Regions from separate parts of the Mus musculus genome. Here region 2 is linked to region 1. The links are chromatin contacts, called in public Hi-C maps. All regions are on one chromosome and are shown on one strand. Each heading gives the region's core, a stretch centred on a gene start, on an enhancer-like site or on the middle of the called end of the contact. The rest is flanking DNA. Distances are from core to core; before and after follow the strand shown.

Evidence for each region. Hi-C and Micro-C count contacts between places; a contact is called where the count stands out from the background.
Region 2: a contact with region 1 is called in a Hi-C map of olfactory sensory neurons, with 3 times the contacts expected there. The contact joins the promoter of Scn9a here to the enhancer-like site in region 1. A contact is called at or near these places in 9 of 39 promoter capture datasets (the 3T3-L1 cell line, 3T3-L1-derived adipocytes, the HPC-7 cell line and 4 more), 14 of 484 Hi-C or Micro-C datasets (the AtT-20 cell line, the HPC-7 cell line, embryonic stem cells and 8 more) and 2 of 115 datasets of contacts at active chromatin or transcription factors (forebrain and stem cell-derived neural progenitor cells).

Annotation. Positions count from the first base shown.
Region 1 is chr2:66,505,515-66,510,981 of GRCm38.p6, forward strand. Scn9a (sodium channel, voltage-gated, type IX, alpha) reads right to left here. Exons shown (of 27, transcript NM_001290674.1): 19 at 3,006-3,160. The region is part of intron 2 of Gm13629 (predicted gene 13629); the gene reads left to right. Among named protein-coding and RNA genes, the nearest start is that of Gm13629, 67 kb to the left of the region's middle. Within about 2 kb of position 2,712, at least 28 of the 459 cell types and tissues checked have an H3K27ac peak or open chromatin away from gene starts, as enhancers often do.
Region 2 is chr2:66,633,612-66,638,727 of GRCm38.p6, forward strand. Scn9a (sodium channel, voltage-gated, type IX, alpha) reads right to left here and starts at 1,351. Exons shown (of 27, transcript NM_001290674.1): 1 at 845-1,351. Gm35265 (a long non-coding RNA gene) reads left to right here and starts at 153. Exons shown (of 7, transcript XR_374598.4): 1 at 153-870.

The sequences.
Region 1 (5,467 bases), core at 1,462-3,961:
AGGATTTATCCTCTTCAAAAACTTTTAAGAAAATGACAAGGGTAAGATAGGATACCCACAGCCTGAAGCTCTTTGGAAAATAATTCAAATACATTTAGAGAGTTGAAGTAATGGGGGTATTGTAAATGGCCGCTGATCAAAATAGGTCTGAATTACATGAGGTTTTATCTTTCATATGGAAGCACTAATCACCTTGGTGGAAGAAATGAGAGCTAAATAACATAGCTTTAGTGATTAACATCGTATTTCCTGTCCGTGGTTATGGACTTAATCAGTTCTTATCCCCCGTCACTGCCAAATCTGTGTCAATACTTTAAAAACCATCATTAGCACATTTCTTACCATGGTTGACAGCAATACTGATGCAAAACAAGAATTTAGGTTAGAAAGAATGTGCAGACCCTCTAAGATGCACAACCTTGTGGACCTTCTGAAAGTAAGCAGGGTGGAGGTGGGGATGGCATGTGGTAGGGAAGGAGTCTAGCTCTCAAGACTTTCCTGTGCCTTTCTCCAAGTTCTAGAGGAGTTATGAAAACCATCCAAGCAGAATCAGTAACTCCAAAACATGGCAAGAAAGGGATTTGGTGTCAAAGAAGAATTCTGCTCTTAGAATTGGGGTACAGGTTCAGAGAGAGGAGTATTGAGTCTTGGTGATGAGATAAGATGCTCCATTCAGAAGACCTCACTGTGATTGGACCAGTCAGCAGACTCAGATGCAGGGTCTCTATTTGCAGGGTGAACTTTGTGGATGTTGAAACATAAAGGCAAGGGGAGAGTTGGGGTTTAGGTTTCACTGCTCCCCATTTCAGGTACTGTTTGTTTCTCCTTTCCTTTTTGGTGTGCTCTCCTATGTCTGGGTTATAGAAGGGGCTTTGAAATTATAACGTTGACATTTACTATAATTGAGATATGTGGAAACATTTTAAACTCTGTACTCAGTGTTCTTGTTTGTTAAATGATAAAATTTTATATTTTCTCAGAATGTTTTTGGGAATTTTATGAAAGAAATGTATATTGAAATTATAAAATATGGTATTTTTCTACATTATAGCTATTATTTGCATTTATTTAACAGACAGGAATTTCAAAATCTTCATTATCATACTAGGAAAACTCCTTGAGCAAAACTACCAATAGTTGCAAAGCTGTTTCCTTTCTTCTTCGTGTGATTCTTTTAATTCAGTTGATATGGCTTCCTCCAAAACATCAGTCTCCTTTTTTGGACATTTTGAGCAAAAGTTTATTTAAAACTTTAACCTTTTAAATATATTCTTTAGTGTCTGGGTTTGGTGGCTGATTATGGGATATGTTCACAATGCCAGAAAGATTTTGCTGAAAGGACCCTGTTATAGCTGTCTCTTGTAAGGCTATGCCGGGGCCTGGCAAATACAGAAGTGGATGCTCACAGTCATCTATAAGATGGAACACAGGGCCCTCAACGGAGATGCTAGAGAAAGCACCCAAGGAGCTTAAGGAGTCTGCAACCCTATAGGTGGAAAAACAATATGAACAAATCAGTACCCCCAGAGTTCGTGTCTCTAGCTGCATATGTAGCAGAAGATGGCCTAGTCGGCCAGCACTGGGAAGAGAGGCCCCTTGGTCTTGCAAACTTTATATGCCCAATACAGGGGAATGCCAGGGCCAAGAAGCGGGAGTGGGTGGGTAGGGGAGCAGGGCGGAGGGAGGGTATAGGGAACTTTCGGGATAGCATTTGAAATGTATATAAAGAAAATATCTAATTAAAAAATGGCTTCTTCTAATATATATATTCTTTAAAATAACTGGCCATATATAATTTAGAATAAGATAAACCCAGGAGACTTTATTAGTTATTAAGAGTATGAGCTATAGTAGGTAATATTAGGGTCCTGATTTCCATTTTGAAGACACACTCTAGTTTTAATGTGTAAGAGACTGACTTGTTAAGGAAGGCATTATCTTGAGGACCCTGACTGTTCTCATATAGTATATCAAGAATACAGGGTTACCCCCAAAAAGGCACAGAGAGAGAATTTACAAGTTTTTCTCCATAATAAATATAAATTTAAAAAACTATCAGTAAATTATTTTCAAATAGCATTTAAAATTATATCAAAAAAATCATTCATCATGACCAAGTTGGTTTCATTCCACAGATGCAGGTTAGTTCAATTTATGTAAGTAAATACATGTAATTCATCATATAAATCAACTCAGACATAAATCACATGAATGCTTCAATAAGCAAAGAAAGCCTCTTGGACAAAATCCAAAATGCCTTCATGGTAAAAGTCAGGATGGAGATAGTATCCCTCAACATAATAAGTACTATGCATTTACAAACTGTTAGTCAGCATCACACTAAAGATAGGAGAACTCAGGAAGACCACAAGCCCACTCTTTTTTATTCCCATAAATGCAGCTTTCGAAATACTATCTTAAGCAATATGGCAAAAAGAAGGAAATAAAAGCTATGCAAATAGGAAAAGAAGAGGTCAAAGAACCCTGATTTGCAGGTGATTTTGACTCTATAGCAAACTAACCTTACAGACTCTACTACAAAATGCTCAAAGTTGATAAGCATTTCCAACACCATGGCAGAATACAAAATTAACACCCAAAGATCAATATCTTTGGGGCTGGAGCGATGACTCAGAGGTTAAGAACATAATGCTCTTGTGGAAGACCTGGATTTGGCTCACAGCATCCACAGGGGGTGACTCACACTGGGTGACTCCAGTTCTGATGAATCAGATGACCCTTTCTGGCCCTTGTGGTGGTTTTTGCACCCTCACATGCGTGCACATGCAACACAATTATTAAAAACGAAAATGAATCTTAAGTCAGTGGTCTTTTTATATACCAGTGACAGTAGTGCTGAGGAAGAAATCAGAATGAACCATGTTTATGATAGCCTACCAATTAACCTTCAGCAAAGTTTGCCATACTTACCTTCCTTTGTGTGTGTGTGTATGTGTGTATGGGTAAAGATATTGACTTATGAGTCCACTTATCAGCTCACTTACCAGAGCTCCACTGCTGAGCAGGATCATGAGAACAATGAAGCTTTCAAACCAGCTGTGCTCCACTATCCTGTAGCAGGTCTTCCGGATGGTCCACCAAACTTTCCCTTTCCCGGAGTCTATGTTAACTTGGCAGCATGGAAATCTCCTCACACAGCCTGGCAAGAAGGACATGTGTAGAACACCTTGACACTCAGAGTAAAAGCTTTGAATGCATCATTTAGGGACTACCTTCTCCCACATTACATCGTTTCTTTTTTCCTAATGCTGCAGGACCTTCTTTTCATTGTCTAATTTTGATGACATTCTTTTAGTATCCGTCAATTATTTTTCACACAATGCATTATTATATGTCATTTTCTAATTTCCTGATTTCTTCTACACCATTTAAATTATTTAATGGGGAAACAAATGAGTGGGACAATTGTAACACCGAGGCAAATTATTTTTAAGGCTTTCTTCACTGACACGGAATATAATTGGACACATCTCTACTCCTGAATTTAAAACTTTTGGAGGGACTGGAAGTGCGGTTCAGTTGGTAGAGTGTTTGCCAAGCAAGTAGGGAGATATGCTTGGTCTCCAGAACTGCATATAGTCACATGGGGGTGGTGAACCTGCATATCGTCTATCCAAGCAGGAGAATCAGCAGTTCAATGATATAATTGGTAAAAGATGGAATTTGATGGAATAAACACAAACACAAGATAAAATGTTTTGAGCAACAGTATAGTATTCTCAATAATATTGGAAAAAGTAATAGAAAGTGTTAACATTAAGATAAAAAGGCAAACATACGAAAATGCAAATAAATATATTGCAATCTGCTCTAAGTTTGAAAGATTTGAGTTGGACCTCTTATATTTAAACTATCTTGCTATGAAAAACTAAGGAAAATTTTATTTAAAATGTTTATGCGTATTCATTCATTTTTACACCAAGTATTTTAGTGTGTCTTTGTATATAGCTTCATCTCCACAGAGAATTGGCTTTTGATTTTATTTAGGTTAAATACGCACAGATATTAATGAAATAAATGGATAAAGCAATTAAAATAACAGATATGTAGAGGTCACCTTGGAAGAATGGAAGAAGTTCACATAACCTGGTTTGTATATTAAAAAGAGTTGGGAAGAGGTTTGAAGAGTTTGGAAGAGACAGAGCCTGAAATGAATGAATTTGTCAGTAGCAGAAAGAGTTTGGTTTCAAAAAAAGCCAGAGTTTGGAAGGAATCCATTGCAAAAGTACAATAAAGAAGTTCATTTGTGAGAATTAACAACAGTTCAGAATTATGAAAGCCATATTCTTAGAGGTGAGTGTGAGAGAATTTGGACAGATTACGAAGCAATTGCATTTTGCTTCTAAAAATTAAATCATATAAATCAAAATTGAGGAGTAAGTGATGGTTATAAGGAAGGAATTTTATAGGCAGCCTCACTAGACATTGTCAATAGAATATGGTGCTGGTCAGTGGAAGAGAAGCTCAAACCCATAGAATTTATAAGGTTCTAACATAGCATCTTCATCAAGGGGAAAGAGAAATGAAAGCAACAGCAGATTCAAGACATTCATCTTGTATCTTCAGCAGGATTTAGTGACTAAGTGAAGGTCATAAAAATATGAGCTGCTTTGAAGGGTAATGAGTTAGAGATTATGATAAAACTTCTGAATGTTGGCATATGGTAAATGTTTGAGGTCTGAATCTGAAGTTCAGAGGAAAAATGTGAGGCAGAAATTATTAGGATAAGTATATCAGAGGTCAGGACCATTTCATGAGATCCCACAATCAAAATATTGAAGAATGGTTCACATTTAGAACATTTTGTGACAATACCATTAGGGGATAGGGACAAGATACGTGGTGTGCTGGAACCATATTGGTTCATGAAAACTCCCTGGGAAACTTTCAGAAAAATTTTAAATGTTTTGTTTAAAATCACCATTATAAGAGGTTAAGGTAACTAAATGTAGAATTCAATACTTTCTAAATAGAGTTAAGAATCTATCGCTTCCTAATTATCATTCTCTATCTCATACTCTCCATGCTACATTATATTTTTTGTTTTTTTGAATGGTGGATCATATCATGCTACTTGGCTTCTGTATCATACCCTCCGCAAGGTCACAGCCATGATGGAAACATGGCTGGCACAAATCTTTACACAATGAAAACCACCATAGGTAATTTGTGGGGTATGTGTGTGTGTGTGTGTGTAATAAAATGATGGAAGGAATGTTAATGAAGTAGAGAAACAGTAAGTCTATGTTGTGTTTATGGGCAGCAGAAGCCATTGAGAAATACTTTCTCCTTACTCAACCTCCATTATGTATTTATTAAAAATTGCTGAAATCATTAATGAAGGAATAAAATCGTGTTTGTTTCAGTAACTAATATAAATGAAGATACTGACTGGCCCTCATGAAGTGTATTTACTCATCAACTGTAATTATAGGCAGTTGGCAAA
Region 2 (5,116 bases), core at 101-2,600, 130 kb after region 1:
TAAAACTTTTTGCTATGATTTAAAAAACTGGCTTTAGTTTATTTGGTTGGTTGGTTGATTGATTAATCTTGTTTGGAACACACACACACACACACACACATACATACACACACACACACATGCAAAGAAAAAAAATTCACCCTTCGAGAGTTCATGATATTCAGTTGTACTATATACCAAATTAAAATGAACTAAAACTTTTAATTTTCATTATAAAGTGCTCATTGACCTGAAAAACAAACAAACAAACAAACAAACAAACTGTTAAGAAACGGGCTGGTTCTTTATTTGCCTGTTAATGCTTCTCTGGGGTGTGTAGATTTTCTGATCTTTCCTAGGTAAGTCAGCAATGCTGTGTCTGCGTGTTTATCTTTGCAGACACTCGCTCTAAAGCACATGCCTTTTTATTAGCTAGTCAAGAAGCATAAGCTGGCCCTGGTCCTGAGACCCATGTAACAACTCCACTGGAGTAGACGGAAAAGAAATAACAGACTGTTAAGCATCTCTACCTTTGTGTATATTGTTGAACCCGTAGGAGCCGCAAGAGTGTGATTTTTTGGGGGGGGGGGGGTTGGGAGCGTAGCTTTCCGGTTGAAATAGTTGGATTTCATTCTCTGCTGACCCCACCTTCCCCGCCCCCAATCCCCACCTCTTTCAGCCCCTTTAAATTCCTGGTGGTGCAATCCTTGGTGGCTAAATTCGAGTTTGTGAAAAACGGACACAGGTGGGTGTGGCAGTTGAAGGGAGCAAAGGGACCTTAGGTCCTCTTTCTTCCACACTCGCGGGAGTAGCAAGAGGTTGGGAAAAAAAAAAAAAAAAAAAAAAAAAAAAGACTTTCACTGACCTGGCCCCACGGATCATGCCCACCCGGTGAGTGCACCTGCGGATTCTGATCCAAGGGAAGTCTTCCTCTCTTCCCAGGCTTCTTTCTTCCCTCTGCTTCTTTCTTTGAAATCCTGTTGCTCACAGTGCCTGCTACTAGGAGTCCGGGATACCCAGGCTAGACCAGACCAGCCTGCACAGTGGGCAGGATTGAAAAGGCTAGAGTCGCAATTGGAGCGCAGGCTAGGCCTGCACGGAGTCTGTCTGTTTCTAGTCTGCTCAGGATGAAGCGACCCCGCCCTCGGCTGCCAACCGCGTCGCTAGGCCTCCTCGATGCTCCCTGAGCTCTCGGGTCCCCACCCCTAGCTCCCTCCTCCCAGCCCGGTAGACGGTGCAGGGCGGAGACCTGGCGATTGGGCGTGGTGATGCTAGGGATGCGGCAGCCTCTATACTCCGTGCTAGAAGAAGGGACAGGAGGTGGGTCGCACAGCCTCTCACCCGCGGCCACCTCTCTGGGTGGGGTGTGTGCGAGTGTGCGCCAGTGTGGCGGGCAGCTAAAAAGGCCCTTCCATCACCTCGCCCCACCTCCCTCTAGCTCCTTCCTTCCCTCCAGTTCAGTGCTAATGTTTCCGAGAAGCCACTTTATGTGGCTTGAAGGCTGAGTCGGAGAAAAACTGCAAGGCAGAGAAGAATGACAAAGGGTTGGAGCTTGGGGAGAATGTACAAAGCATTGTCCTCCAGGTGCCTCCCTGCCTGCAGAACACTGTTCCCTCCTTTGGGGTTTGCCCTTGGTAGAGCTGGGTAGTGAATGCTCAGAACCGATTTTTAGGCTGTGTCCTTTTCCTGTTTTGTTTGTTTGTTTGTTGTTTTTGTTTTTATAAGTGAGTGTGCAGTCTTCTAGATAGGCAAAGAATGCATATTTCTTTTTGAAGTTTGACTAGGCTGTAGAGGCTGGTCTAGGTGGGGAGGAAGACTTGGTTTAGATTTTCCTAGACTTAGGACCGCTCACCAGGATATGCAATCAACCCCAGGGATGGTGAATTTCAGAGATTAGTTCAGGGACTGTGGAAAGAAATTGTTCTTGGTGTGTGTGTGTGTGTGTGTGTGTGTGTGTGTGTGTGTGTGTGTGTGTGTGTGTTGTGTTGTGCAGAAACTTGGCAGGGGAAGCAATGGCAGAAACACAACAACAATCTGCGGAAAGAAGACATTGGAGGATGGCAGATTCTGAGACTTGGTGGATGGACTTCATGACCCAGCTTTCAGAAAGTTCAGGGCAGGTCAGATCAGCTTGATGGGCAAGGCTTTTTCTGCAATACTGTGCCAATCGCTCCACCCCCACCCCCACCCCGGGGAAGTGAAGCTTAAGTTCAATATCCACAGTTTGAAGCACCACATCTATATGGCCTGCTGTGCTGGAGGAAAGAGGGACTTTAATACTACACCCTTGAAAGGCAAAAATGTGCTACAAAGTGTGTACAAACACTTTAATTTTGGGGGCTGGAGAGATAGCTCAGTGGTTAAGAGCAGTGACTGCTCTTCCAGAGGTCCTGAGTTCAATTCCCAGAAACCACATGGTGGCTCACAACCATCTCTAATGGGATCTGATGCCCTCTTCTGGTGTGTGTCTGAAGAAAGCTACAGTGTACTCAGACACATAAAATAAATAATAATAATAAAAAACTTTAATTTTGGAGATAGCTCTCTGGAAAAATCATTTGACAGTAATTCTTAGAACTGTGTGCTAGAAAAGTAGTCACCTTTTACCTGGATGATTTCAGATGTAGGAAGAGTTCAATAAAAAACATAATGTACCATTTTTTTTAAACAATTCTAACTGTAGAGCAATTTTAGGTTCTCAGCATCACTGAGAGGACACATAGTTTCTTGTTCCCAGGTATGCAAAGAATCCTTTTATTACCAACATCTTTAATTCCATAGTCTGGATCTACCATAGCTGATTATTTCATTTCTTCATTACTTTCCAGTATTGGGGAATTTGAGTAAAGCATCTATAAATGTGTGTGTGTGTGTATGTTTGTAGACATAACATTTCAATTCCTTTCAGTAAATACCAAGAATACTACCATTAAATTGTATCATAAGAGAGATTAAATATGCAAGAAAATGGCAAACTATTCCAATGAGTCCATGTCTTTTTTTTTTTTTTTTTTTTCCCCTCACCAGGCATGGCTGAGAGTTCCTGCCAACATCTCTGCTGGTGTTGTATGTGTCAGTGTTTCAGATTTCAGCAGTTAGAAGAGATGTGAGGTTGTATCTCAGTTATGCTGTTGACAACAGTGGTATGATCTGCATCTCCACAACCATGGTGCAGTGTGGTGTCAGCAAAGTTCTCTGACATGTTCTTAAATCAGGTTAATGTGTTCTTGTATTCTAAGAGTTCTTGGTACATTGCAGCTAATGTTCCCTTATGTGTTTTGGAACTATTTCATTCAGGTTGTGGGTTTGTCTAATCATATTTTCTAACAAACACTGGCTTTTTCATAGTAGAAAAGCTTATTATAAACAAGGTATAAATTATCAATTCATTCTTTCATGTATTTATGCCTTTTCCTTACAACTAAAGTATGACCATGTCAACTGGATTGCCTATTTCTTTCTCACTTTTCTGTTTAAAGCATCCATTAACAGCACACTCTTCCCAGGGCACATCAGCTCTCTAAGAGTTTGCTAAAGACAAAATATTCTTTTGTTTGTCTAAGGAATTTGATGAAATATTTTTGATGATTTTTCATAAAGGCATGGTGAACATAATTCATTATTTTTTCTTAATTCTTTTCATTTTTCAACTCTTTATTTAATTTACCATTTTCTGTTTCTCAACTATCCTGTAATATGTTACTATTAACCTATATTATGTGATTCTTACATTTTTGTCAGCCATATGATTTTTGTCTGTTTAAACATGAAGACCATCTCCTTGAATATTCTTTTGAGTATAACAGTGTACACTGATTATTTGACACTCAGAGTGGCATCCCATGCAGACATTGTGGAGAATACCTTAGACAAAGTTTGGGTTAAGTTTGAATTATGAAAGGCAGAGTACACCTGGTTGATCAGCTAGTGACCACTAAGTTACTAAGAATTTTAAAATCCGCTCATCTGTGATTCTGTTAGAAAAATGTGAGGTGTCTATGTGTATAAATTAGTATCTATCATGCACACACATGAAAAATTAGAAAGTAAGTGTACTTTTGTGATAATATTGTTTTAATATAGAAATAACAGTACTATTAAAAATAAAATACAAATGCTAGACAATTACTGTAACAATAGGTTGTATACAAGACTGTCAATATTATTATTTAAGGAGGACAGATGAGGTAGAAAGTTGCTTTTGTGGAAGTGAAAAAATAAACAACAATTATTGTTTTGTTGCTGAGTGGATATATATACAAAGCAAAGTGTATTAGTGTTCTCTAGAGTCACAGAACTTATGGAATGTCTCTATAAAGGGAATTTATTGTAATGACTGTAGTCCAACTAACCCAACAATAGGCAGCTGTAGATGGGAAATCCAAGAATCTACATGTTCCCCCTTTCCATGAGGCTAGTTGTTTCAGTTCATCTTCTGTCTAAGCTGGAATCTTGAAGACGTACGTTCCAACAGATATGCTGGCAAGTAAGTGCAAACAGGCAAAGAGTGAGTCTTCCAACGTCTTTATGTAGGACTCCAGCAGAAGATGTTGCCCAGATTAAAGGTGTGTACCACCACACCTGAATATGGAACTTACTTTGTCCCAGGCTGACCTTGAACTCAAAGATCAGCTTGCCTCAGCTTCTTGAAATTAAAGGTGTGTACTACCTTGCCTAGGCCTAAGCTTTTCATGGCAACTATGCCTCAAGATTTCCATGTCAAGATCAGGGTAGGAGCCTGAGTCTTCTAATCTCAAGATCTGGATTAAAGGTGTGCCCTTCATTTCTGGGCTGTAGTTCATTCCAGATGTAGTCTAGTTGACAACTAGGAATAGCCATTGAACAAAGCAGAACATGGTGATTTTATTTAGCATTTTACATGAGATTCATTGATGGATGTCAGACATAAGCTGCTGATATGTTAAACTAGACAAATAATACAAATTATAACAACTAAGGAAAAGTAGGACCCCAGCTGTGTTAGCATCTAGTGTTTTGTGGTCTAGTTTAACATGGTGTCCATTTCTTGATTCCTGTCAAGAAAGTAAATATGCTTTGCTTTTTCACGCAGTTAATATTTAGATAGTATAAACATTTCTTAATTGCTCAGTATGAATTTTTCACATACATAGGGCCA